2 separate regions of the Mus musculus genome follow, and region 2 is linked to region 1. Evidence: chromatin contacts called from public promoter capture Hi-C data. All regions are on one chromosome and are shown on one strand. The core of a region is the stretch at or near the end of the contact, and the rest is flanking DNA. Distances in the headings are between cores, read along the strand shown. Region 1 holds the start of Itsn2 (intersectin 2). Region 2 overlaps Atad2b (ATPase family, AAA domain containing 2B).

Region 1 (2,700 bases), core at 97-2,596:
CCCATCAACTTGTATAAATGTTGTAGGCCATGTTTCTAGATTGCTTTTAGGTTTTAGCACTGGATGACAATACAGCAAACCGTGAAAGGGAAGTTAGCAATTTCTCAAAGGCTTAAGCACCTAGTTTGGCCTCCAGTCTGTACTACCTAAACTAAGCTAACAACACAAAATTCCAAGTGACACCTTGCGTCCCCTGAGGAAGTAGGAAACGCCGTGAAACAGACAAGAAGCACGGAGTACGGCAGTAATTTCTGTGTCAACTTGAATTCCTATTGTAAAGTAGCTGGGTCTATCCAAAATGTTCCTGTTCGTTATGAATGCAAGTTTCAAATGAGTGTATTTGCCACGGACAATCACTGAATAACACAGAGCATGACCAATACCTGCAAACAGTGTCTTTCAGCAGAATGAAACTTGCAGCCTCGGTTTACCTACTCACTATGCACTTGTAGGTGCCTCTTCTCCCTTAAATAAGCAGTGAACTTTGGCTACAGAGACTCCTCGCTGTGCTTCCTATATATACCCTAGAAATGCATAATGCAGAAGTCAGCGCTTAACAGTTCTCAACTTTAGCTGTTATAACGCGAGCAGTGGACGCCAAGCATCCGCCCACTGTCCTCTCGTGACTCCGGCTACTTTGACGCACCGGGATGCGGCTCACCTGACACTCTGCAGCAACCCTGACCAAGGAGGAAAAAGAAAAGAAAGGAAGAAAGAAAGAAAAGAAAAGTCAACTAAGCCAAAATAAAATAGGTCCCCAAGGCAACGCGCACCCAGCCCAGATGCCCCTAAGGAAAGCCCGGAACCCGGTCGCCACCAGCGATAGGCGGAGGCCGTCACCTGCCAAGCGAGGCCGCGGCAAGGGGCCCGGGCTTCCCGGCCTCTGAGAGGAGCGGCCCGCCCGCCCCGCGGCGGAGGCAGGAACCCCGGGGCCGGAGGTTTCCGCCCGGCACGGCCGTCCTCGGCCGGGGCCTAGGGCGGGGGCCGCACGCGCTTCCGAGGACTGAACCCGGCGGTGCGCGGCGCGCAGCCCCCTCTGCCCGGCCCGTGGAACCCCGGGGGCGGCGGCGGCCGCACCTGCCCCGCGCCCCTCGGCCGCGCCGACGGGCGGCTTCACCCACCTGGCGCCTCGCGCACGTCCCGGCGCGACCCCGCGCGCTCCTCGACACCGGCGCGTGGGCGCGGCCAAGCTCCGGGAAGACCCTGCCGTGCCGCGGCCGCCGCCGCCGGGTCAGTCGTCAGGCCGGCCGCAGCGAACCTGTTGCGCAGCCTGTCACGGCTGCTGGGCTCTCAGCCGGCGCCGCCTCAGCCCCACAACAACATGGCGGCCGCGGCCTCCGCAGGAAGCCGGGGGGCGGGGAGGCGAGCGACGGGCGGGCAGTGACGGCCCGCCCGCCTAGCCGCGGGACACCTACTCCTCACCGTGGGGAGCGTGACACTGCGTGGCGCTCCTCCTCGCCCCCGGAACCGTGGAAGGCGTGGGCCGAAATGCTTCTCCTCCCGCCAGGTCCCGAAGCTCCGCGGCTGACAGCCCTTCCAGGAGCTGCCAAGACCCCCCACCTGGCTCCTCCTCTTCGAGGTGACTTGCCGGGGACTGGGTGGGACATTTCCTGCCACAGGACCCTAAGGTTTTGGAAAGGGCCAAGAGATGTCCAGGACATCCCCGTTGGACCACACATGGAGCTTGCTGTCTCTCAAGCTGGAACCTTCTTATTCACTGAAGGTCTCTTCGTTAACATGTGAGCAAGCCTTTCCTGAGAATGGGGAAGTTAGAGGTGCAAAGGAGTTGCCTCCACCTTTGCTGCAGATCCTTCTCAAGGACTCTCCTTAAAGGATTTTACCACACCCAAGAGTTAGCTGTCCATTCACCATCACACACACACACACACACACAGAGAGAGAGAGAGAGAGAGAGAAAGAGAGAGAGACAGAGACACAGAGACAGAGACAGAGACAGAGACTGAGAAAAAGCATCCCTCTGTTCACACACAAGAGCAAGCTCATGACAGACAGGAAGACCGTCCCGGACTTTTCTGCTTGCAGAAGCTAAACATCCTTACCCATCTAATAGGAGAAACTCATACTTAGAACTTATTTCTATTCTGTGGTTTCCTCACTCAAATCACCATTCTTTATCTGCTGTTTGACAGAGGCAACAGCACCCCCTGGACAAAAAAAAAGCTTTCTTAAGGTTGAGGATGAGGAAATGATGGTCCCTAATGGGCAAAATGGGAGTGTAAGGTTTCCATGGAAGGAAGTGTACTGAGATGCAAAACTCATAACGTAAACTGGTGCGTGCCTGTAACCCCTGCACACAGAGAACGAGTCGCATCAGTCTGACTGCTGAGAAGGATTGTGAATTTGAGGTCAGTCTAGGCTATATAAAAATTGTTTTTTAAAAATCCCATAAATAAATGGATGTTTTCAAACATTAGTATCCCTATGATTTCAATTGAAATGTGAGAGATATGTGTAGATCAGATGACCCCAGGCTTCACTGACCCCTGTTGGGGCTGATGCAGATAGAAAGTCTGACTTGAAAGAGATTGCGGAGATGCTCAGGGCCAACTGAACTGGACAACCAACTCTTAGGAGGAATTTAGCAAACATTGATGGTGATAAACAGGGTTTTCTTGCTCTCACGGTGTTTTCTTAACTCTTCAATTAGCCCTTGGCTTGCATTTTGGTGTTCGGGACTTG
Region 2 (2,700 bases), core at 3-2,502, 340 kb before region 1:
CAGCATTATTCCTTCTAATCAAATCCTATCACTCACCATTTAAGACTCTTTTTTACATTAAATCTTCCTGAAAAGGCTCTAACCTAAACTACTGTACCTTCCTAATTTATATATCATAATTTCACAAGCTTATTTGACCAAGTTCTTTTTCTGCAAGTACTGATCTGTTGCAAACAAAATTCTGAAGACAAGTACTATGTTCTAAGGAATTAAACATAACAAAAAAAAAGTAAATTTTTGAAGGATACAATTTTTACGTAATCTGTCCATATAATTTTCTAAATATCAAGCTTTTAGGAGCCCTTCTAGTTCCACAATTAAGAAGTTCTAGGCCATGATGACCTTTAATCCCAACACCCTGGAGGCAGAGAAGCAGGGGAAGCGGCAGAGTAGGGATGTATTGTATGAAAGAATAAAAAATAAAAAGAAATAGAAAAAAGAAAATAAAGATTCTTTACAAAAAAAAAAAAAGTTTTGCTAGACATGGTAATATATGCCTTTATTCCCAGCACTCAGGAGGCAGAGGCAGGCAGTATCCTTTTTTTTTTTTGTTTGTTTTTTTAAACATTTTTTTAAAGATTTATTTATTTTTATTATATGTAAGTACACGGTAGCTGTCTTCAGACACTCCAGAAGAGGGAGTCAGATCTCCTTAAGGATGGTTGTGAGCCACCATGTGGTTGCTGGGATTTGAACTTCCTACCCTCAGAAGAGCAGTCGGGTGCTCTTACCCACTGAGCCATCTCACCAGCCCTCTTTTTGTTTTTATTTTTGTTTTTGTTGTTTGTTTTGGAGGTAACATTTCACCATGTAACTGGTTGGCCTGGTACTAGGTTGGCCTCAAATTCAGAGAGACCTACCTGCTCCTGCCTCCCCAGTGGTGAATGAAAGATAGTTACTATCATTACCAGCTAGCTCCTAGGTGGTTTTCTTTTTTTCTTTTGTAAGTTAATAGCCAGGTGATCTTGGACTAGCTAGTTAACTCAGAACCTTAGTATCTCTGAGTTGGAGGCCAGCCTGAACTACAGAGTAATTTCTGGGCTACACAGAGAAACAAAACAAAACAAAAGCTTCTTTCAAACTGTTGTCCAAATACCAACTGCATCAGAGCCTACCTACATTAGTCATCATAGACTATAACCTGCTCAACTAGAATCTCTGGAGGTGGAGGGATCTAATAAGGCCTTCAACTGATTCTCAATATGCAAGTTTGAGGGTATCATCTGGGGTGCAGTACCCCAACTTACGCACTAGACCTACATTTTCACTTTTTTTTCCATGAGAGGGTTTCGACATGGACATACTAAAGACCAGACCTCAGCATAAACACTACAAAAAGGTTCCTCCTTACAAAAGAATCTAAGGATTTAAGTAATACAAATAACCAGATCTAAACAGGTAGAAAATAATTATTTTAACACCATTTAATTATCTTCAAGGTTTGGGAAAGCTTTTATCTACAAACCTGATACTGACAATTTACCTTTAATAGGCTGGTCATAATACTCAACCTTAGCTTTTCATCTTCAAAGCACTTTGCTAGCTAATTATGACCTAACCCTTTGAGGGTAGGTGTTACTAGTTTCATGACAAAGATATTTCAGAGAGATTACGCAATCTACCCACAGCCATTTAGCAATCTGTCAGAGTAATTACAATCCAAGAGTAGGAAAATATCTTAGACTAAAAAAATAAATTCAATTAGCAAACACTTATTGAAAATCTAGTATGGACAGATGACATTAAGAGAAGGAGTAAAAATGACATACTTGAAATCAATACAATTCATTGGGTTGATAGAGTCACAACACTGATATAAATATTTATAATAGCAAAAAATTCTCAGAAAAATTAAAAACCAGAAATAATTAAAAGAGACAAAATAATTATTAGTAGAGACAAAGGTTCCACAGTTAGATCAAATAGTCTATAGGTATGAACAGTCTTTTCCAATTTCCTTAGTAAGACCACCTTTTAGTCTACCTTTTAAGGGGGTGGGGAACAACTAGCATATTCCAGGACTCATTACAAAGCTCAATAAAAAATGCAGCTGCTCCTTTTTTCCCCCTTTTATTTGTTTTTAAAAAAATGCACAGAGGTAGCAGTTACCGTGATTGCAGAAAACCAAACTGGATTGCTCTTTATTTACTTGGAACAGCCGTTGTCTACCAAGTCCTGAAACTGCAGGCATAGAAGATGTCCTGAATGTCCCTCAAACATCCCAAAAGCAGTGCTTCCTTACACTGTTTCTAAACAATCGTTATAAAATCATGTCCAAGCACACAAAGACATGCAAGTGACAAGTGGCCAGAAGGTACAGAAAAACAGAAACAATCTGCAATCACGTAGATGCACCTCTTCCGACAGAATTCTCTGGATGATAGTTTTTGCTTTATTTATTTATTTATTTATTTATTTATTTATTTATTTATTTAAATTGGGTATTTCATTTACATTTCCAATGCTATCCCAAAAGTCCCCCATCCGCTCCCCCACCCACTCCCCCACCCACCCACTCCCACTTCTTGCCCCTGGCGTTCCCCTGTACTGAGACAGATAAAGTTTGCACAACCAATGGGCCTCTCTTTCCACTGATGGCCAACTAGGCCATCTTCTGATTCATATGCAGCTAGAGACACGAGTGAAAATGAAAAAGGAGTGTCATGACACAAGGTTCTAAGCTTGATCTTAAATAGTAGT

Evidence for each region. Promoter capture Hi-C pulls out the DNA fragments that hold promoters and counts their contacts.
Region 2: a promoter capture Hi-C map of neutrophils shows a contact between it and region 1, with 2.5 times the contacts expected there. The contact joins the enhancer-like site here to the promoter of Itsn2 in region 1. A contact is called at or near these places in 6 of 39 promoter capture datasets (the 3T3-L1 cell line, the C10 cell line, liver and 1 more), 1 of 484 Hi-C or Micro-C datasets (the G1E-ER4 cell line), 2 of 115 datasets of contacts at active chromatin or transcription factors (the SCID.adh cell line and expanded potential stem cells) and 2 of 9 other capture datasets (adipose tissue and liver).

What each region holds. Positions count from the first base shown.
Region 1 is chr12:4,591,654-4,594,353 of GRCm38.p6, reverse strand. It overlaps Itsn2 (intersectin 2), which reads right to left and starts at 1,346. Exons shown (of 40, transcript NM_001198968.2): 1 at 1,122-1,346. Gm3625 (predicted gene 3625) reads left to right here and starts at 623. Exons shown (of 1, transcript NR_169069.1): 1 at 623-2,700.
Region 2 is chr12:4,929,908-4,932,607 of GRCm38.p6, reverse strand. The region is part of intron 1 of Atad2b (ATPase family, AAA domain containing 2B); the gene reads right to left. Among named protein-coding and RNA genes, the nearest start is that of Atad2b, 14 kb to the right of the region's middle. Within about 2 kb of position 1,252, at least 15 of the 459 cell types and tissues checked have an H3K27ac peak or open chromatin away from gene starts, as enhancers often do. A contact at or near this core is called in neutrophils, where this site is marked.